Linked DNA regions of Mus musculus: all the other regions are linked to region 2. Evidence: chromatin contacts called from public HiChIP or PLAC-seq and promoter capture Hi-C data. All regions are on one chromosome and are shown on one strand. The core of a region is the stretch at or near the end of the contact, and the rest is flanking DNA. Distances in the headings are between cores, read along the strand shown. Region 1 overlaps Optn (optineurin). Region 2 holds the start of Cdc123 (cell division cycle 123). Region 3 overlaps Gm39755 (a long non-coding RNA gene). Region 4 overlaps Mcm10 (minichromosome maintenance 10 replication initiation factor). Region 5 holds the start of Optn (optineurin). Region 6 holds the start of Ccdc3 (coiled-coil domain containing 3). Region 7 has its middle 16 kb from the start of Optn.

The links. Promoter capture Hi-C pulls out the DNA fragments that hold promoters and counts their contacts. HiChIP or PLAC-seq counts read pairs in DNA pulled down with a chosen protein or histone mark.
Region 1: a promoter capture Hi-C map of liver shows a contact between it and region 2, with 5 times the contacts expected there. The contact joins the enhancer-like site here to the promoter of Cdc123 in region 2. A contact is called at or near these places in 14 of 39 promoter capture datasets (the 3T3-L1 cell line, the C10 cell line, the HPC-7 cell line and 10 more), 20 of 115 datasets of contacts at active chromatin or transcription factors (the 230-238 cell line, the NIH/3T3 cell line, the SCID.adh cell line and 12 more) and 2 of 9 other capture datasets (adipose tissue and embryonic stem cells).
Region 3: a contact with region 2 is called in an H3K4me3 HiChIP or PLAC-seq map of forebrain, with 13 times the contacts expected there. The contact joins the enhancer-like site here to the promoter of Cdc123 in region 2. A contact is called at or near these places in 20 of 39 promoter capture datasets (3T3-L1-derived adipocytes, the C10 cell line, the HPC-7 cell line and 14 more), 1 of 484 Hi-C or Micro-C datasets (bone marrow-derived macrophages), 23 of 115 datasets of contacts at active chromatin or transcription factors (the SCID.adh cell line, astrocytes, bone marrow-derived macrophages and 17 more) and 3 of 9 other capture datasets (adipose tissue, embryonic stem cells and liver).
Region 4: a contact with region 2 is called in a promoter capture Hi-C map of liver, with 3 times the contacts expected there. The contact joins the enhancer-like site here to the promoter of Cdc123 in region 2. A contact is called at or near these places in 17 of 39 promoter capture datasets (the 3T3-L1 cell line, the C10 cell line, the HPC-7 cell line and 12 more), 1 of 484 Hi-C or Micro-C datasets (embryonic stem cells), 16 of 115 datasets of contacts at active chromatin or transcription factors (the SCID.adh cell line, T-cell acute lymphoblastic leukemia, astrocytes and 9 more) and 3 of 9 other capture datasets (adipose tissue, embryonic stem cells and liver).
Region 5: an H3K4me3 HiChIP or PLAC-seq map of bone marrow-derived macrophages shows a contact between it and region 2, with 9 times the contacts expected there. The contact joins the promoter of Optn here to the promoter of Cdc123 in region 2. A contact is called at or near these places in 23 of 39 promoter capture datasets (the 3T3-L1 cell line, 3T3-L1-derived adipocytes, the C10 cell line and 16 more), 2 of 15 datasets of contacts at CTCF or cohesin (embryonic stem cells and stem cell-derived epiblast-like cells), 38 of 115 datasets of contacts at active chromatin or transcription factors (the NIH/3T3 cell line, the SCID.adh cell line, acute myeloid leukemia and 24 more) and 2 of 9 other capture datasets (adipose tissue and liver).
Region 6: a promoter capture Hi-C map of hippocampal neurons shows a contact between it and region 2, with 8 times the contacts expected there. The contact joins the promoter of Ccdc3 here to the promoter of Cdc123 in region 2. A contact is called at or near these places in 13 of 39 promoter capture datasets (the 3T3-L1 cell line, cranial neural crest, embryonic stem cells and 6 more), 1 of 15 datasets of contacts at CTCF or cohesin (the NIH/3T3 cell line), 18 of 115 datasets of contacts at active chromatin or transcription factors (astrocytes, embryonic fibroblasts, embryonic forebrain and 8 more) and 2 of 9 other capture datasets (embryonic stem cells and liver).
Region 7: an H3K27ac HiChIP or PLAC-seq map of embryonic stem cells shows a contact between it and region 2, with 9 read pairs. The contact joins the enhancer-like site here to the promoter of Cdc123 in region 2. A contact is called at or near these places in 23 of 39 promoter capture datasets (the 3T3-L1 cell line, 3T3-L1-derived adipocytes, the C10 cell line and 15 more), 3 of 15 datasets of contacts at CTCF or cohesin (the NIH/3T3 cell line, embryonic stem cells and pro-B cells), 6 of 484 Hi-C or Micro-C datasets (bone marrow-derived macrophages, cortical neurons, nephron progenitors and 1 more), 43 of 115 datasets of contacts at active chromatin or transcription factors (the NIH/3T3 cell line, the SCID.adh cell line, SST interneurons and 25 more) and 3 of 9 other capture datasets (adipose tissue, embryonic stem cells and liver).

Annotation. Positions count from the first base shown.
Region 1 is chr2:5,032,338-5,035,051 of GRCm38.p6, forward strand. It overlaps Optn (optineurin), which reads right to left. Exons shown (of 14, transcript NM_001356487.1): 8 at 2,631-2,714; 9 at 1,817-1,966; 10 at 794-887. Among named protein-coding and RNA genes, the nearest start is that of Mcm10, 21 kb to the left of the region's middle. Within about 2 kb of position 1,369, at least 25 of the 459 cell types and tissues checked have an H3K27ac peak or open chromatin away from gene starts, as enhancers often do. A contact at or near this core is called in the 230-238 cell line, the SCID.adh cell line, adipose tissue and 1 more, where this site is marked.
Region 2 is chr2:5,843,890-5,846,615 of GRCm38.p6, forward strand. It overlaps Cdc123 (cell division cycle 123), which reads right to left and starts at 1,288. Exons shown (of 13, transcript NM_133837.5): 1 at 946-1,288. The coding sequence starts at 1,019. Nudt5 (nudix (nucleoside diphosphate linked moiety X)-type motif 5) reads left to right here and starts at 1,145. Exons shown (of 10, transcript NM_016918.3): 1 at 1,145-1,496.
Region 3 is chr2:5,098,591-5,101,290 of GRCm38.p6, forward strand. Gm39755 (a long non-coding RNA gene) reads right to left here. Exons shown (of 3, transcript XR_865945.3): 3 at 2,426-2,605. Among named protein-coding and RNA genes, the nearest start is that of Gm39755, 3.5 kb to the right of the region's middle. Within about 2 kb of position 1,286, at least 51 of the 459 cell types and tissues checked have an H3K27ac peak or open chromatin away from gene starts, as enhancers often do. A contact at or near this core is called in the SCID.adh cell line, craniofacial prominence, differentiating embryonic stem cells and 4 more, where this site is marked.
Region 4 is chr2:4,995,269-4,997,968 of GRCm38.p6, forward strand. It overlaps Mcm10 (minichromosome maintenance 10 replication initiation factor), which reads right to left. Exons shown (of 20, transcript NM_027290.3): 14 at 1,836-2,064; 15 at 453-597. Among named protein-coding and RNA genes, the nearest start is that of Mcm10, 16 kb to the right of the region's middle. Within about 2 kb of position 1,308, at least 10 of the 459 cell types and tissues checked have an H3K27ac peak or open chromatin away from gene starts, as enhancers often do. A contact at or near this core is called in liver, where this site is marked.
Region 5 is chr2:5,062,728-5,065,427 of GRCm38.p6, forward strand. Optn (optineurin) reads right to left here and starts at 1,390. Exons shown (of 14, transcript NM_001356487.1): 1 at 1,180-1,390.
Region 6 is chr2:5,136,329-5,139,028 of GRCm38.p6, forward strand. It overlaps Ccdc3 (coiled-coil domain containing 3), which reads left to right and starts at 1,448. Exons shown (of 3, transcript NM_028804.1): 1 at 1,448-1,979. The coding sequence starts at 1,606.
Region 7 is chr2:5,078,951-5,081,650 of GRCm38.p6, forward strand. No RefSeq gene overlaps it. Among named protein-coding and RNA genes, the nearest start is that of Optn, 16 kb to the left of the region's middle. Within about 2 kb of position 1,286, at least 36 of the 459 cell types and tissues checked have an H3K27ac peak or open chromatin away from gene starts, as enhancers often do. A contact at or near this core is called in cortical neurons, embryonic stem cells, forebrain and 3 more, where this site is marked.

The DNA.
Region 1 (2,714 bases), core at 119-2,618, 810 kb before region 2:
AGATATGGTGATAACTCTTGCTTGCAACCCTAGTCCTGGGGATGCAGAGACAGGAGGGTGCCTGGTTTGCTGGCTGGCCAGCCTAGCCAATTGGTAAGCTTCAATAAGAGAGACCCTCAGAAACTAAAGTGGCCTGTCTCAAAGAAAATACCAAAGTCAGCTTTTGACTTCCACATGAACATGCCAATATGTACATGGACCCCACCCCCTACACCCTGCCCCCTCTGGAAAAGGAAAAGAAAACATGGTGCTTATGTCAGAGACCTGTAATCGTAACTACTCAGGAGATTGAGCAGTAGGCTTGCAAGTTCAAGGTCTGCTCAAGTAACTCTGAGACCCTGTAAGAGGGAAGGCAGGAGGGTGTAGCTCAATAGTAGAACATTTGCCAAATATGCAAGAGGCCCTAGGCTTATTCGAACATCCTTACTAATTTAAACTAAATGCTGTAAAACCAGGGTTCCAAGTTCAGTGCCAGCAGGCAAGATGGCCTTGCACAGTCTCAGCCAGTAGATGGCTATAGCTAGCTGTCTCGCTCCACTGTTGACAAGGAGCCCAGGCTCTCAGCTTTCCTACAGACACACCCTCGGGAAGTAGGAAAAGCCCTTGCCCTGCCTGGAGACATCAGCACCCCCTCCATACACAAGTCACGTTTTATATACAAGCTGAGGTGAAAAGCTATAATAATTCTGTTACAACTGATAACCGCAAAGCAGTTCTTGAGAGTGGATTTAGTTGAGGGGTCATTTGGTGGTTCAATCCCCAGGCTATGGAAGTACCTTTGCTCTGTAAATACCTGTTGCTTGGTTAGTTCTTCAATTGTTTTCAGTGCCTTATTATGTTCTTGAAGGAGCTTGTTGTGAGTTGCCTGCAGAGTGGCTAACCTGGACCTATTAAAATGTGATATTAAAAGTGGAATAATGAGGGAAATATCACAGAAGCCCATCCTCCTGTCTCCCTAACAGACTTTGAAAACTCAAGTAGAAAAATCTCTTGGTTTTTTTCCATCCCACCAACTTTTAACTCTCAGCTTGACAGGACCAGGAGTCACCTGAGGAAAGTCTCAGTGAGAGATCGCTTCCATCAGGTTGGCTCAGGGGCCTGTCTGTGAGGACTGTCTGCACTGCCTTTACCCATGTCGGATGACCTGCCACATGAAAGCAGTGACACCGGCCAGTCCCTAGCTTAGGGCTCTCGATTATCCCAGCACTCGGGTGTAAGAGGCAGGTGGATCTCTGTGAATTCTGGGACAGCCAGAGAAACACAGACCAATCCTGTCTCAAAAAACAAAACTAAGCAATAGAAGTAGGCAAGGCAAGCTGAGAACTAAGCATTCATTTCTCTCTGCTCTTGACATGATGTGAATGGGCTTCCAGCCCAGAGCGCCTTGGCCAACTCCCTCCCAGTGAGTGGCTGGACCGTGTAAGCTAAGATAACCCCTCTGTCCACGAAGTTGCTTTGTCAGGCTATTTTATCATGGAACAGAAATGAAACTACAGCCACCACTTGTCAGCATTTTTCTTACTCTCAAAGAAAATGGTATCTTCCATAAGACTGTCTTTCTCTCAAAAGATAGAATAAAAATAATTTTCCTATTTTTGCTACAACGCAAAACTTTAATCTGTCCAGGAGTCTCCTAGACATCTAGTTTCCAGATGGTAAAACAGATTTTATGCCATGACTCCCAGGTACACCCCCACCCCCACCCCACCCCATCTGTATTTGGCCAGCTGTCCTTCCCCTTCTGGGTGAGCTGCCGCCCCACCCCGCCCCGCCCCCGCCCCGCCCCCACCCCACGCACACAGGTGCACACACTCACTTCTCCTCCTCTGTCTTGGCCTGCTCCATCTTGATTTCGGAGCGCATGCTCTCCACCTGCAGCTCTAACTTCTTGTTACTGTAAACGAGCTCTTGCTTTTCATTCAGCTCTGATGGTGTTGCAGAGTTCTTCCTCTCCAGAGCCTGACACCTGAAAAAGATGAATATTCCCCGAGGAGAAACAACACTTTGTCACTCTCCCTGGCTTCTGCACAAATCCTCAAGAGGATATCAAGTACAGAGTGTGGTAGGGCCACAGGGCAAAACACTTTGTTCTTTTTGCTTCAGGTTTGCTTTCTTGTTTTGTTTCTTCCCGCCTTATGGTGGGTGGGATATTTTAAACATCTTATATTTTTAATATATTTTTACCCAACCTGAACTAAGGAGCAAATTACAGCAAAATCCCTGGGCACCCTTCAGAATCTAAAGTCTGCCTGTCACAAAGACTCTCATTTCTGATGAGGATCCAGTAAGAGGAAAGGAAAGCCCCGAGCATCTCCTATGAGAGCCGAAAGACAGATACACTATGGCTATGTGCAGGGTGTTAATGCCAAGTACAGCAAATCTCTCACATCACAATACTATATGTAGCTCTGTACAGGGGTTACAGAGGTTGGTGCTCTTCACAGCACAGTGCAAGTCCTCTTGTGTCCTTATGACCCGTGTGACAACAGCTTCAGGAATACACACCAACACTAAGTTCTCTTTTTCTGAACCGTCTATCAGGTCCCTGCTTGTTTTAATACAGTAACAAAACTGCTTTGCTACAGTAACGCACTTCATAAATCATGCGAGGAAATTAAATGAGTTATTACTTTTCTTGAAGTCTCTTCTTCATCAGCTCAGCCTCACTGAGTTTTGTGTGTGCCTCTTGAAGCTCCTTAAACAGAGAGGTCACT
Region 2 (2,726 bases), core at 38-2,537:
CTCATGACAATCCTATTATGTTTCTAAGTTTTCAAATGTGGTTTAGAGAGATTAAGTAATTTGCTGAAGATGCTGATAGAACCAGAATTCAAAGCCAGACAGAGGGTTCTGACTCTACAATCTAATTCTTGGGGGCAGGATTTTGTTTTTTGTGGTTTTGTTTTGTTTTGTTTTTGGATGCACCAATTCACCGTGGGCATTCTGCAAACCTGGACAGATTCCTTGTTCCAGGCCAGAGAACTAGAGAATAGGATCCCACCTTCTCAGCCAGGCGGTGGTGGCTCACGCCTTTAATCCCAGCACTTGGGAGGCAGAGGCAGGTGGATTTCTGAGTTCGAGGCCAGCCTGGTCTACAAAGTGAGTTCCAGGACAGCAAGGGCTACACAGAGAAACCCTGTCTCAAAAATCAAAAAAAAAAAAAAAAAAAAAAAAAAAACCCAAAACCAAAAACCAAACGATCCCACTTTCTCTCCAGATGGGTTGCTTCTTCTCAGAACACTGGATCGTCAGTAGCAATGCAACCTATACACACTACCAAACTGGAGCTTCATCCAGACTTGGAGGTACCGTCTGTATCACTGTTCTCATTGTACAATGATGGAACGCAACTCTCACCAGAGGGGGTTGTCGGTCAGCAGCAGGCAAAGTCTCCAGTTTTGTTTTGTTTATTGCCTTGCGCTTCTGACAATTCCCAAAGTATCTATTTCAATCTACCCTACCGAGGACCCCCACCGCCTCCCTACCTCCCTCGACTCGCTCTTTGATTCCGAACAGGACGCACGGCAAACACTGATCTACTTGTTAATCTTGCTCCGTCAAAGCCAATAGAAAATCCGCAGCTCGACACAGTCGCTCCCACTGAGTAGAAGGCCTGCGGATTTTGTTTAGTTTTCTGAAGGGATGGGATTTACCCAAACCCCCCGGTTTGACTCCGGGATAGGTTACCTCTTGATGGTAAGGCTTCGGAAAAGTGGGTACCACGCGGAGAACTGACAGTGACTAACATGCTCCTTCTTCATTCTCCAGCTGCCGCGTCAATAGCCGCCTTTCCCTCTCCCGCCAGCCCTCTCCCGGAACCCTGCGCAGCACTTCCGGAAGTGCCGACCGAGCCGTCTTAAAGAAAGGACTCTTCCGGTCCGTAAAAGTCCGCTGGCGCTAGACTCTAGAGCCATGGTAGACTGTATGCTTAGCGTGCCCACACAGACGCGCAAGACACACAGAGATCTGAGTCCGCAGAGAAGAGGCACGAAAGCGTAGATTTTTAGGAAGCTTACATCTCCGCTTTCGTCTGTATGCACCTCGACCCGGAAGGTAATCATCTGAAGCTAGCTGAGCTTCTACGGGTGCCTGGAGGAGGACGTGTGCACATCCTCCTTGCACCACGAGAGGCGCCGGTGTCTCTAGCGGTGGCGCCTGATTCTACGGAGACTGCAGCTTCTGCCTGATCCTTTTTCCTTTCCTCCTCAATCCCTTCCACATCCCACAGTTTAGTGTAGGTAAGTGGGCGCGAGCCAACCTCGGTACTAAGTGTCCTTGGAGAGGGGAAGGGAAAAAAGGGCGCGAGCACAACCGATGGTGCCCAGAGTACAGCCCGCCGCGCGCGCGTGTCTCCGCGTCTGCGCCTGAGCGCGAGACGAGAACCCGGGATCCAGGCGGACCAGCCTGGGCTACGAGAGGAACCTGGGAACAGCACAGTAAATGTTGGAACACATCAGTTGAGGCATCTACAAGAAGGATGGCCCCTTCTCATTCCGGAAAGTAGATTTTAGAGACACAGGGAAGAAGTCCCGCATGCACGATTCTGGGGAGGAGGGTGGTATTTTACGATCCTGAAGATGAAAGAAGCGATGTTCGTCTGAGAAATCAAGAAAAAGGGGAAAGTTGTGTCTTTTAAGCTTAAAGTTTAGTCCAATTCCGAAAAAGTTACCAGTGTGGAAAAAGCACATATTTTTATCAATGTCTCTGCAATGATGAAATCGTAAAAGGTTGGAAGAGTTTGTATACGACAACTTGTGATATCATTTTTCTCCCTACTCCTTTTTCCATCTATCATCCTACAAAGTTCAGTTTCTTTTTAAAAAAAAAAAAAAAAAAGGAAAAAAATCACCAGCTGCAAGAGACAGGCCTTTCAAACCCTCTGGTGCTTCCTGTAATGTAGAAGCCTTGGGCATGTTCCAAGCACGTATTTGTCCAGAAGCACCACATTTCTGATACTCACCCTCACAGAAAAATAAATTGCATTTTCCACAGCGCATCTAAGCAGTTTAAATTAGAGAGAGAGGAAAAACCCCAGCCACTGTTGACCTCTTTAGAAAGGTATTTGTTAGAACTGATGAACAGAATCCTCTGTATTTTGAATTAGAATTCGTGCTCGCGCGTGCACACACACACAGGAGAGGTATACATTGTTTGAAATGTTACAGGTAAAGTGGTTGGAAGCATTGCTTAAAGAATACCTTCCAAAATCAAGATCAATGGTTTATAATGTTGCAGTGTATAATGATGTGTTGTGGATAGCAGAGCTTCTTATTTAAGAATGGTGGTATCCAGAATTAATCAATCCTGGGTTTTGTTGCTTGTTTGTTGTTTTGATACATAGTCTCTCTCTACATACTCCTGTCTGGCCTGGAACTCTTTGGTTCTCAATGTGTGGGTCACGACCCTCTCACAGGTCCTATATCAGATGCTCTATAGACCAGATATTCACATGACAATTCATGACACCA
Region 3 (2,700 bases), core at 36-2,535, 750 kb before region 2:
GCCTTCCTTGGCTAGAGGAGGCTTATAAATATTCATTAGCTAGTTTCTAACTTCACAGGTGAGGACAGACGTTTCAACAGAGATCCTGTCAATTCTATAGCTTCCTGCATGCAAAAGGGGGCGGAGGGGGGAGACAGTGCAGGCTCTCCTCCAGTTCTCCCAATAGATACCAACTGATCTGTGTGGACTTTAAGTACCAGCCGTGGAGAGAGAGTCTGATGCCATTTCTTTGCTAACCAAAATGTACGTGAAGACATCATAGACAGTTGGTTAACTTCTAACTTACTGTCTTGCTGCTGAATAAAGGGAAAGGAGGTGTGTGTGTGTGACACGTGTGGCACACGTGTGTTGTAGATGCACATGTATGTGTGTATGTGCGTGTGCAGGCCATAGGTTAAACCTGGCTGCTGTTTTTCAGATTCATTCACCTTAATTTCTTATTTTTTATTTTCTTTGAGACAGAGCCCCATCATTGACCTAGAGCTTGCCCAGTAGGCTATTCCAGCTGGCCGCCAGGCCCAGGACTCAGTTCTGGGAGTTCAGGTGTAGAACTGTACTGGTGTTTGAATGTGGGATTTGATGACTCAGTTCAGGCCCCCGCACTTACACCACAAGCACTTTGCCCACTGAACTCTGATTTCTCTAGCCCGAAAGGGCTTATTTTTGTCTCTCTTCTGAGGATTAGAGAAATCACAGGATGCTAAGATGTCCCATACCATATGCTAACGATGGAGACCTGACCCGCATTCCCATGCAGTAAACAACTTAGGAGGTCTTGCTCCCCAGCTGTGGTCCTCGAAATCTGTATACTCATCTCCATTATTATTCAGCCTGACTGTGAGTTTTGCAATGAGAAATGGAAAATTTAAACCAGATGATCAAAAAAAAAAAAAATATCATGCAGCTCCGGGTATAATGAAAGACAGGCTTGTACTCTTAGATGCAATCTCTTTCTCCCTCTCTCTTTAACACACACACACACACACACACACACACACGCACACGCACGCGCACGCGCACGCACACACACACACACACACACACACGCACACGAACCTCTATGTATGTACACTCCACACGTCTAAATTTAAATTTTCATTTTACATTTAATGATAATACTCTGTTGACTGGCTCCGTACTGTCTAATGGCAAGGTTAGCCAGGGAAACACCATGTTTACCTTTTTGCACTTAAGAATGAATAGAAACACTTAGGAAACATCTGTATGGTTATGGTTGTTCAGAGACTCTCCTGATCTATTAGCACTTCTAACAAGGCATGGCTAGCGTTAGCAGGAAGCACGTGCAGAAGGGAGAGCTGTCCATGGAGAGAAGAGCAGGATCGTCCCTCTGGAAACTGAGAGGTAGTGGCTACGCTTGCTTTGGATGGTCCTGTATGCCAGGCATCAGAGATTCAGCGTGGAGTGTCACACCAGATTAATTGTGAATCTCTAAAATAAAGAACAACAACAATAGGGTGGACTTCCGAATTCCCTTCTCTGAGAGTTCCTTGTACTGGACTCTGACATTCGGAAGGGTGCTGCGAGGGCCTGGAAGAGGCCCTTTGAAGATGTCAGAGGAGCTCTAGCTGTGTAGCCATTCATCATGGAGACTTAGCTCCTAGCAGAGATTCCAAGACCTTCCAGTTTGGGTACCTGGATCCTTAGGACTAGATGCTCACCTTCTAAGGTCACACAGGGCTAGCGATTTTTTTTTTTTTTAATTTTACTTATTCCTAAAATAGTTCTTTTGAGCACCGGATGGTGGGGAGCTGTTAGATGGAACTGAGAGCTCTCCTTTTTGATCCTTCTATTTAATAACCACATCACAGACACAAGACACATTTCTCTCCATTCCTCATCTCACTAGCCAGCCATTGCCTCAGGGGACTAGGGCTCTGGGAAGCCAGACCAAAACCAATTTTTTTTTTTAAGTAAAGAAAATTAATGATCTATTGATGGAGTAATACATCTTTCTGCAAATCCCAGGAGGTTTCTGATTCTTCGCTTTCATGAAAATTAAGAAAAGACCTAATCGAGTTGCTAGAGAATTCAATCATTAAATAATTTTGATGATCGATCACCTCATCAGCGCCAGCCTGAGTAATTAGTGCTTCCATGCTGAAATCCTTCCCATTATAGTTTGCCTCTTTCCATGAAGAGGGTCTCACAGGACGTGTAACAGTGATGTCAGCAATGATCGCAAGGGAGGAATAAGGTTGGGAAGACCTGTCTGCTTTGGGTAGAGGTCTCTGGGATTGTGTTTTCTCTGATGTAAGTGTACATTTTGTGTTTAATGATTACTTATACAATTATGTATTTGTGTTGTCTTGATAAATTGCCTGTTTATAGTAATTCATGATAATTCAGTCAGGAAATATTTCTTTGCCGCCTTCAACACCAAAGCCACAGGAAACTAAAAAAATAATTCCATTTATATCCATATTTTTATTTGCTACTTATAGGAGACCAAAAAGAATTACAAGACAGTGCACTTTTTTAAACCTAGAAATCAGGAGTCAGAGGTGACAGATTTCTGTGAGTTTGAGGCCAGCCTAGTTTTCAGAGTGAGTTCCAGGACAGTCGTGGCTGCATAGAGAAATGCCATCTCAAAAAACAAAACAAAACAAACAGCAAAAAGAGAAAGAAAAAAGAAAAGAAAAAAATAAAGTTAACAGAATAATTTTGGTCTATTAAAGATGA
Region 4 (2,700 bases), core at 58-2,557, 850 kb before region 2:
GTAACCAAAAATCGAGCAGAGATTAAGGAGCATAGACCAAGGTGGAGTTCTTGACAAGAAGAGACACTCTTTACTTCTGATTATGGTGACAGAAGAACAAAAAGTTGACTTATAAGCCTATTTTAAATGACATTTAGAGTTCCCGTGCTTTAAAAAGTAAAAACAGCAATTGCTTTCAAAAATCTTATGTTACTATAAAATGCATAAAGATCCAGGGAACAACCCTTTGCCACCTGCTCAGACTGTGCACAATTCCATTCCAAGTTCATGTGATACAGCAGTGACTGGAAACCCAGTCCTCAGGACTCTGGAGCAGGAAGACAGAGCTGGAGCGAGGCAACCTGGACTATTGAGACCCACACTAACACTTGATGTTGGAGGGTAAGCTGTGCTTAGACCCTGTCTTCTCTAAACAGGCTCTGTCCCCCACCATGACGGCGACGCCACAATACCTTCAGGAGAAACTGTGTTGCTATTCTCCACACGCTCCTTCACTCCCAGCATGGCTCGGCCATCCATTTGCTTCCTTACAGTATTGTTTGGATCTACTTTTGTGAGAATCTGGCCTTTTGCCCTTAATTTTGCAATAGCAGCTAACTAGAAACAAACAGATAGACAGTCAGTTGAGATACTGCAGACCACAGCCCTTGGTTCTCTAACAGAAATTGGGCTGTGAGACGGCCCTGTGTGCAAAGCCCGCTGCCTGAACTCTAACCTGAGAACGCACACGGTAGCTGCGGAGAACCTATTCCTGCAAGCTGTCTGCCGACCACATGGGTGGCATGTGCATGCACACACACAAAAGATGGCACTAAAAGTTGATGGGACAAAAATAAGTCTACACATAGATAAAAATGATGTTTCAGAGAAATACGCAATATGAAATGGCAGAAGTATGTTTAGGGCACTTTTGGAAATTTTTGGAAAGTCTATCCAAAAATTCATTTAGCAACTTTTAAAATCAAATGTTCTAACAATACATTTCAGAGACTTTTACTTTTGATACTTCCATGCTGAGGAATAACAGCAGGGAAATATTAAATGTCTTTGCTTGCTGTAAACAAGCCATTATGTTGAATTTCCATATTTAAATCATTTTCAAGAGTAGAAAACTGAGCATGTACCAAAACCATTGCAGACGATTACATAAACCAGCATGGACCTTGAGCCAGGTGTCACAGTGCTCCTTGGTGCCACGTGCTGAGATGTCAGACAAAGTGCGCACGTGGAAGGTTCAGAAGCAGGCCTGTAGTGACGTCTCTCCATCAGCACAGGCAAGGATTACCACGAATAGCCTGGATTTGTTCTGTGTTTGACTGTGAGTTAATTTTTGCACACTGTGTTCATAACCTTTAATCAGTAATAGAATTTTCACAACTCCTAACTTCAGTTACGAGAGCCCCAGTGCAGTTGCAGCCCTGATTAAGAGGCTGAACTTTGCACCATCAGTTTGTAGTCCTAAGGCTACTGTCTCCAGCTGTAGAACAATACCTTCCTGGGGGCTGCCTCCTCCAGACTGACAAGGAACTGTATGTATAGCAGTGATGGCTCTGAGTTCGTAGATAAGCTCAGCGGCTCTATGCTGATACCATTCACATTGCACTTGCTTTGGAACTATGTAGGATGATTGGTTAACACCATTTCGTCACAGAATGCAAAGCCAAGCAATGAAGACAGAAGCCAGCAAAAATAAATAAATCCTTAACTTTCCTGCCTGTCCCCAGGGTCACATGCAGCCACCATGCCTGGCTTTTTCCTTGAGTGCTAGGGATCCAAGCTTAGGTCCTCACGCATACATAGTAAGCACCCCGTTGGCTGCCCGACACCCCAGCTACCTTTTTAGCTTCTGCTGCTGCGCTCAGTTTTGGTCTTGGTGGTGGTGAATCATCAAAGAAGAGAACATCGTCCCCTTCTGAGATGCCTCTGCCCAGCTTGGGCATCCGTGGGGTTGCAGTTCCTTCCAACCTGGGGAACTCAGCCCCAGTTCGAGGAGACTGGGCAGCAGCCTGTCGAGAGGAAGACGGCACTGCTGGGCTCTGGACTTCACTTGAGCTTTGGAGGAATCTTAAAAAGGAATAGGAAGTAACTAAATATGGGTTGGGTATGTGGCTCAATGGTACATCATTTATTTGTCTAGCATGCCCTAGCCTCTAGGCTCCATGCTACAACCAAAACCCAAAGTAAATAAACATAAACGATAAATATATACCCGAGGCTCAAAAGACGTAGAACTCAAAACAGATCAGGAGACCGTGGATAAGCTTGAGTGGACAATTAGTTGTTGGTAAACAATTTCCTTTCTTTGGTTAATAATTCAAACTAGCAACTAAGAACACAGGTTTCTCTCGCCTAACTGAGTATAGTGTGGATTTTCCATCACTTCCTAGCTGATGACCGTTTTACCAACTGGCTTGGCCAGAGATGCTGTCTACAGCACACATCTAAAATTATAATGCAGAGGCAAATAACCACAAATCTGTGTGTGGTTAGCTGTAAGACCTCAGGGCCTCATTGCATCGCCCTGCTTCTCCGTTTATCCTTCAGGAAGGGAATACATAAGAAACCCTTCACAAGGAAGAAGGGAGGAGAAGTTGAAATGGCACCGGGTGAATTACTACAATTCCTTATAGGCATGTACGGAACTGTCAGAAAATTAAAAAAAAAAGAAAGAAAGAAAGAAAGAACCTAAACAAGATGGTG
Region 5 (2,700 bases), core at 140-2,639, 780 kb before region 2:
TCGCTCGCTCTTTCTCTCCTCCCCCACACAATTTACAGGCCGGTTGTAAAAACTGTAGCTACTTTCATGGTGTTACACACTACATAAAGTACTGCTCAAACCGGCTCACTATAAACAGATCAAATACACACGCGATCCACAGTGGAAACTTCCCTCGTCCAATCAAGTCCAAGGCAGTCTCTGGTAGTGGCCTCTGCTCTGTTCGGATCTACCCCATTATCAGCCTGGGGCGATGGGCGATAGGCTCCTAACTTCGCTCCCTAAGTCAAAAGAGCAAAGTGGCTGCTTTGGGTCAAAGGGCAGCTTTGGATTCAGTTCTGAAAGCGTAAGTGATCCAATACTGCCTGCCTTATGTGATTTTCTTGAGGTTTTCCATAAGATTGGCCGTTTCAACCTTAAATACTTCAGGCATACATTCATTCCTACACAGGAGTCCTGACCCTGCAGGCTAGACCAGGTGCTGGGTTTCATTTCCCTCTGAGGCTTGCTTACTGCCTCCAATTTACACATTGCCCGTGGTAAAAACAACTCCTTCAAATTTCCCAGCTTTTAAAAATTCATTCTTATTATCTCACATTCCCCCCGCCACCCGCCTCCGTCTCTTTCTGTGACCCCCCACTGCCAAGAGTGTATATACATGCATGGATATAGCACTCTCTCCCAGATAGACACAACAGTTAATGTACCCTTCTGTAAGCCTGTTACTTTGGCAAGGGGTCTCTCTATTCTTCACTGTTCCTGGGCGACCTCATTCAAACTACCTTCATTCCTTGCGACAGTACCTTAACCACTTCCTCCTTAAAATGAACTGACTGCTTGCTCAATCACTCTCAACCTGGGACGTCACCTTCAAACCACCTCGATGACTTGAACTGGAAGTCACCTGCGGCCAGCCGAGACTGTTTTACTATCCCGGGGAAAGAGGGGTGTCCTCTGGGGTGGCCGTCACTCCCCACCCCCACCTCCATCCCCGCCGCCCTGTCACACCAGGGCAGGGTCTGCCTGGGCCTCGGAAGCCTTCTCAGGACAGCCGTCCTACAGGAGGGCCGCCCCAGCTTCGTCACCCTTCCCGCGGCAGGCTCCGGAAGACGGCGACAGCGAGAACCGCTGCCAGGATGGAGTCCGCTGGGGAGAGTCGCCGCGCTCAGTCAGCGCCCGCCACCCCCCGGCCCGGCTCACCGGCCACAGGGATCCTCTCCTCTTAGGTCACTGCTTCGTTGGTATTTTGTCCCAAAGCTCTGGATGCCGACGCCCGCCAGGGACCAGCCGGGGGGCGGCGACCGGGCAGCTGGACGGTGACGCGCGGCCTCGCGACCCGCCAGGCGCCGCTCAGCTGACCGCAGCGCCCGCTCCCGCCCTAGCCAAGAAATTTCCCAGACCACGCCCACTCGGTCACGCCCCTGAAAGCCACGCCCAACGCTCCGCCCCTCTGTAGCTCTTCCTGAGCCCCAGGGTCTGTCTCCGCGGTTCGTTAGGGATAGAGCCTCTCTTGGAGGCTTTAATTAAAAACCAAAGAAGAAAAGAAAGACAATGCAAAATGTGTTTGAGCTCTTGTTCTCCCAGATCCATTAACATATAGCTGCATCAGATGGCCCAGGCAGGTGAGATTGATGGATTGATTCGGATTACACTCAGCAGTCTTAACTGTGCCGAGGATGCCTCTACTTAGACTAGAATGCAAAGCTAGAAAATAGTAGAGAAACCTTCTAGTTTGCATTCCCAGCCCCTGGGCATCAGCAAGGTGGCATCACAGGACACAGATGGCATTTGATCGGAAGGGTGAGCTCCAGGCAAAGCGTTACCTTGACAACCAGACCCCAGTGAAAGGTAACTAGGTAGAAACTCTGGCTAGCTCCTGGGTGGCTCAGAAGATAGCATGAGATTAGGTTTTGTGCTCAAGGTCAAAGAGATGTCATAACCAGGGAAGAATTTTGATTACTGATGAAAGGAGAGATAAGGAACACATGGTTGTGACTGCATGTGCACCTGCACACAGGTTGGAAGGAGAGGTCGGGATCCTCACCAACACAGTAAGAGACAGCTCAACTCAGCTCACCTAATTGCATAGACCGGATCACCTGCTGTCCGTTCCAAGACTTGGTCTCAAATGTTAACCCTAAAGCTGGACAGAGAAGGTTTGAAAAGCTGTGTTGGGGAGCGGGGTGGGGGGGATGGGGACTTGTAATTTTTATGATAGTCTCCACAACTAACACAGAAGACTTCTGTGAACCCTTGTCATGCCTCTCGACCACCACCTAGTTGTATTTGCAGGGCATATTGGCCAATGTCCTTTCATTCTACTGAGTTCTGACACCATGTCCCTGAATGTGGTGGCAGGTCCCACAGGTAAGAATGCCACCCTGCAGATCTGTCTGAGCCTTCCAATGCCAACGGGAAGCCCCAGGCTGTTTTTCCCGAGCCTCTGACCCACTAGCCTGCTGTACATTGGGGTTTACAGAATGTCCTTGTTGGGCTTTACTAATTTGCCATGCAGCTCACAGAACTCAAGGAAACAGTTATGTTTAATGGCTTATTATAAAAATGTATTTTTAAAAGATTTATTTATTTATTTATTATATGTAAGTACAATGTAGCATTCTTCAGACACCCCAGAAGAGGGCATCAGATCTCATCACGGATGGTTGTAAACCACCATGTGGTTGCTGGAATTTGAACTCAGGACCTTCGGAAGAGCAGACG
Region 6 (2,700 bases), core at 198-2,697, 710 kb before region 2:
TCCTGCAAACCCCAATGAGAAGCTTCCAAACAATCTTCTAAGGGCAACTTTGCTTAAAAATCTGCTGAAAATGCATTAAATACATTATGTATATTATGATAATGATATATGGCTAACACCCATAACATATAATTAATACACTTACACACAGGTATTCTCTCTCTCTCTCCTTCCTTTCTTCCTTGCTCCCTCCCTTCCTCTCTCTCTCTCTCTCTCTCTCTCTCTCTCTCTCTCTCTCTCTTTCTGTCTTTCTTTCTTTCTTTCTTTCTTTCTTTCTTTCTTTCTTTCTTTCTTTCTTTCTTTCCTTCTTTCCTTTTTTTGGAGACAGTTTCTTTAGCCCATGCTGGACTCAAATTCCCTGTGAAGCCTCCCTGTGTAGGTGAGAACAGCCCTGAATGTTGATCCTCCTGCCTTCATCTCCCAGTACCGGGTGTTTGCCACTGTGCCCCTCTGGTGAGGTGCTAGGGATCAAGTCCAGGGGGTGATGGATGCCAGCCAGCACACTGGTAATGGAGCCACACCCCCAGCCTTCTTGTGATTGATTCTCATTACACCAAGAATAGTAAAGGCAATGGAGGCTGGGCACTTTTGAGGGTTTTGGTCTCTTCTATTTTACCCACTAACTAGTGAAAAGCTTTTTTGAATTTATGGGTGAAGTTGCTTCCCAGGTATAGAACTTTCTGAATTTGGGGCTGTATAAAGCAGTTAAGCTTAAATAAATAAATAAATAAATAAGCCGTGAACAATGGATTTTCAAATCTTTATAGGGATTCTTTTGACATTATTATTACAGAAAACTCAATGTGTGTGTGTGTGTGTGTGTGTACATGATAGAGAGAGATGAGAGGGAAAGGGGATGAGGAGAGGAGGGGAGGGTGAAGGGGAGGGGGAGGAGAGGAAAGGGGAAGGAGGAGAGGGGGAACAGACAAGAGAGGAGGAGGGGATGAGGAGATAAGAGGGAAAGGGAATAGAGGAAGGGAGGGGCAGAGAAAGAGAGGAGAAAGGGAAGGAGAGAAAATATTATTCTACACGAAGTTCTGGGAAGATAAACTCAGATTTGATTTCTATGTGCTTTGATTCTAAGTCACTTGCATTGAAAACTTAAGACTCCTGCAGAGCACTCCACTGTACAAACTGAGAGCAATAGTAGGAACACCTGCCTAGGGAAAAACTCTACTGGCAAGCTCTGACCTAGCCCATAGTTGGGTGCTACAAACCAGTTAGGTCTGGTGGTCAAGGCGTTGTACGCACATCTCCTCTAGTCACCCTGGAGTCCCAGGGCGCAGGGGTTCGTCCCTTCCTCCCGGGAGTTCTGCACGGGCCGGTTGCGGGGTTGACGGACTCCCCGCCCCTGCCGCGGTCCACGCCCCAATCTCCGCCCGTCCCGTCGCGTCCTCTGGACCCTTTTTAAGCGTGGCGGGGCGAAGGCCCGGTCATGGTGATCCAGGCCGAAGAGCTAGCCGTGCACCCAGCTCTCCGGAGCGCGTGCAGGCGAGCCGAGCGCCCCGTCCGCGGTTCTCGGGCAGGCGCTGCGGGCTCCCCGGCTCCCCGCCGTCCCGGGCACCCGGGCGGGCCATGCGCCCGGGCTAGAGCGTAGCCGCCGGCATGCCGCTCCCGCTGCTGCTCGCCGCGCTCTGCCTCGCCGCCTCCCCGGCGCCCGCGCGCGCCTGCCAGCTGCCGTCGGAGTGGAGACCCTTGAGCGAAGGCTGCCGCGCCGAGCTAGCCGAGACCATCGTGTATGCCAAGGTGCTGGCGCTGCACCCCGAGGTGCCTGGCCTCTACAACTACCTGCCGTGGCAGTACCAAGCTGGAGAGGGAGGGCTCTTCTACTCCGCCGAGGTGGAGATGCTGTGTGACCAGGCGTGGGGCAGTATGTTGGAGGTGCCCGCCGGCTCCCGGCTCAACCTTACTGGTCTGGGCTACTTCTCCTGCCACTCCCACACGGTGGTCCAGGACTACTCTTATTTCTTCTTTGTAAGGTGAGCCTGCCCCCCTCTGCGGGCTACCTGCAGCAGGTTAGGAGCGCCCCGGGGGATCCGTTCCCCCTCCCCCAAACTAAACCACGTCCTAGGCTCTTCTCATTCTTTCCTTGCTCTGACCGCCCTTGGCTAAAGCTGTTTAAGATACAGTGATGCCTTTGGAGTTTATATGTATAGACCGGGTTAAAGACAAAAAGGTTAATAACGTGCTCTTGTTTATGAGATCGGATTTTTCTGTGATCTTCCTGCCTCAGCCCCTGAGTAGGGGGATTACACGCTACCACACGCAGCTATCAAAGTGCTTTCCAATCACTCATTTGATGTTTTGAGAAAGATGACCTTTGCCATCAGTTGTTGGGATTCTTTCTGGCTTTGAACTTCTTTGTATAAGTTTCGAGCCAGTTCTGAGTCCACTCTCACGCTGCTCCCCTCCACCAGTTCCTATCTGGATAAAAGTGGGAAGCAAATCGTGACAGAAGCTCGCGAAGCACCTGGGAAAGTCCTGTCATTTAATGTACACCCAAGCTCTCCTTTCCTACCCACCTTGATGCCAGAAAGCAGCCCCCCCCCCCCCCCCCCGTGCGCTGTCTTGTCTTGCTCTCTTATACCAGCTACCCTGTAATTCAAATTAGCAGAGCTTGACTGGGCCCGCTGGTGGGAAAGGTAAAGACCCCGGGTCACAGTGCTTTGAAGTGTGCAGAGGGGGGAACAGGCAGGTGGT
Region 7 (2,700 bases), core at 36-2,535, 760 kb before region 2:
TAAATGTGCTCAGAGATGTTGTGTTTTTCCTGTAACAATTTACTTGATTGTTCTCAAGGATGTGATATTTCTATTTGTGGGATGCTTTGTTGTTCTCCTGTCCATTTCTCACAAAGCTGGGGATAGGAATAGCCCATTCCTGGACTAAGATCTTGGAGGATGCTCTAAGACAGATATGCTTGGGTCTGAAGTTAGTTAGGGGCAATCCTGATTCACAGTTAGCTTCTTAGTGAACTGAAAAAACACTTGATACTTTACTAATATAATGTATAGGACCTGTGTTAGGTTTCTCCAGCAAAATGGGACGGAGAGGGAGAGGGAGAGGGAGAATGAAGCAGGAATGTCTAAGGTTTATATGAGGTCATCAGGCTGGAATTTCAGGTAAGAATTACAATTGATGTCTGGACTCCAAATCCCTCAAGTGAGAAACTGAGGCAGGGTTTCTCTGTGGCAATCTGGTTGAAGAAAAATTTCTTCTACCTTGAGAAACTGCAGTCTTTACTCTCAAAGCTTTCAAATGAAAGGACCCACACACAATATGGAGAATCACACGCTTTATGCAGAACACCAATCACATAAAGAATGTGTCTCCACAGAAGTATCTCCAGTGGTATTTGGCCAAATGCAGGGCATTTTAGTCTGGCCAAGTTAATGCACACAGTTAACTATCACATGGGGGAAAACTTATCAGTTTTTAAAGGTTACTGAGGGCTTGAGAGGCTGAGGCAGGAGGATCAAGTTTGAGGTCAACCTGGGTTACATGGCAAGACCTTGGTCTAAACAGTTATTATTATTTTTTTAATTTGAAGAAAAATTTAAAATTTGAAAAGGCATACGGAGCAGCTGATGTTTCTCCAACATCATCCCGGTGTGGGGAGGTAGAGGCAGAGGATCAGGAGTTCATGTTCACCCCTAGCTTTATGCTGTCCATGGTTCATCATCTCTTATGGCCCATATTAGTCATTGTGCCATTCAAAAGCCACAGAGCAAGAGAAACATGTTTCACAGCTCCTACTGTATCCTGGACCCTAGGGATGCAACAGTGGCAAGATGTGGTTTCTGCTCTTCATTGTGAGCTGACTTGGCTGAGGCTATAAAGCAAAGGTGCTTTGTGAAATTCAGAGAGGATAACGTAAGGTAACTCAGAGATATGCACAGGAAGTTGCATATTTGCAATAAAGCCACACACAGCAGAACTATTAGATCCAGGCACTCACTCAACGTGGATTCTGGGCTCTTCAGCTCTGATCTCTTCAGCTCTCATTTGCTCAGACTGTCTATGTCCAGCAGATGGTGCCAAATGACTGTCTGCAGTCAACTGGCAGTCCCTCTCAGGGAAAATCCAAATTGAGCCTATGAAAGAAAGGTCAGCATTTTTAAGGAAAGTGCTCTTTGTCAGACTAAGACCTTTTAATTTGTCCCATTTTAATAGTACATATGTATCAAGATAAAAAAAAAACAGACAAGGAAATGGCCTCCTTTGCTGGGATTGTGGAATTGTAAGACCCCCGAAACTGGGGAGACCTCCGCTCAAGTCCCGGGTTGAGCTGGTCGGCACCCCGATAACACCTGATGCAAACTGCAAGACGCTTTATTGTCAGCTAGCTGAGGGGAGTTCGATCTCGAGCGGTAACAGTAGGGGGCTTTTAACAGCTAGCTGAGGAGTTGGGAGGAGTTTGGCTACAGCTCTTCTCTGGCGGGTGTCCTTGGTAAAATAACAAGGCATGAAGAGTGAGGAGTGAGCTGTAGCTCTTCTCTGGGGAATCTATCTCCATGTCCTTGGCACAGGGAGCCAAGCAAGCGCCTGGCTAGGTCTCCCCACAATCATCGAGTCTCTGGCTGTAAGGCACAGAAACAAAAAGACTTTTTGTTGGCTATAGAGAACAAAGAGCTTCTTTCTGGCTGTATTTTAAGAGATCAGGGAAAACAAGCTTGGGGAATGTCCAGGGGCTTTACCTTTCAGGGAGAAACGCTCTAAGTCGGGGTCTCACAGAATTATGGGAACAGAGGTCAGGAAGTACTTCAGTAAAACAGCACCCCAATATAGACTGGCATATGAAACTCCAATGACTGAGCATACACGTGTGTATTCATATATTTTGAGTCTACACTTGTATAGAAGTGTATGTATCATGTATGCATATGTACATACGTGCCTGTGTGTGAATATATGGGTAGAAGTCCAAGTGTGTGCGTTTTTGTAATGTGTCTGTATGTGTTGAGTATTTGCAAGTAGGTGCCTATGGTCACATACAAGCATACTCATGGTGTATGTGGAGTGCCTGTGTATGATTGTGAGGAATATGAGTGTGAGTGTGCACATGTGGATGTGTATATCCATGTGTGACTGTGTACACGTATATGTTTACTTTTGGGAAAAATTAAAAAATAAAATAGATGAGGAATGGAAGGTTTGACATATTTTTAAAGGGCAAAGGTACAATTGTTGAGGCAGTGGAAATTGGGAGGATGGAGCCTAAAAACCGAGAAGGACTAAAGCCTCAGGCCTTAGCCAACCTTACTCAGAGCATCAGACAATCTATACTCTGAGAGTTAAGAAGAATCGAATGAGTACAGTTTACAATCACAAAGACAAACCACACATGGCGGTAACATGTCTGTCTACACGGACATAAAACCAAACAATAGCCAGCTCCAATGAACAATCTGAAGTCAACTCCCTCCTACCCACCATACTTG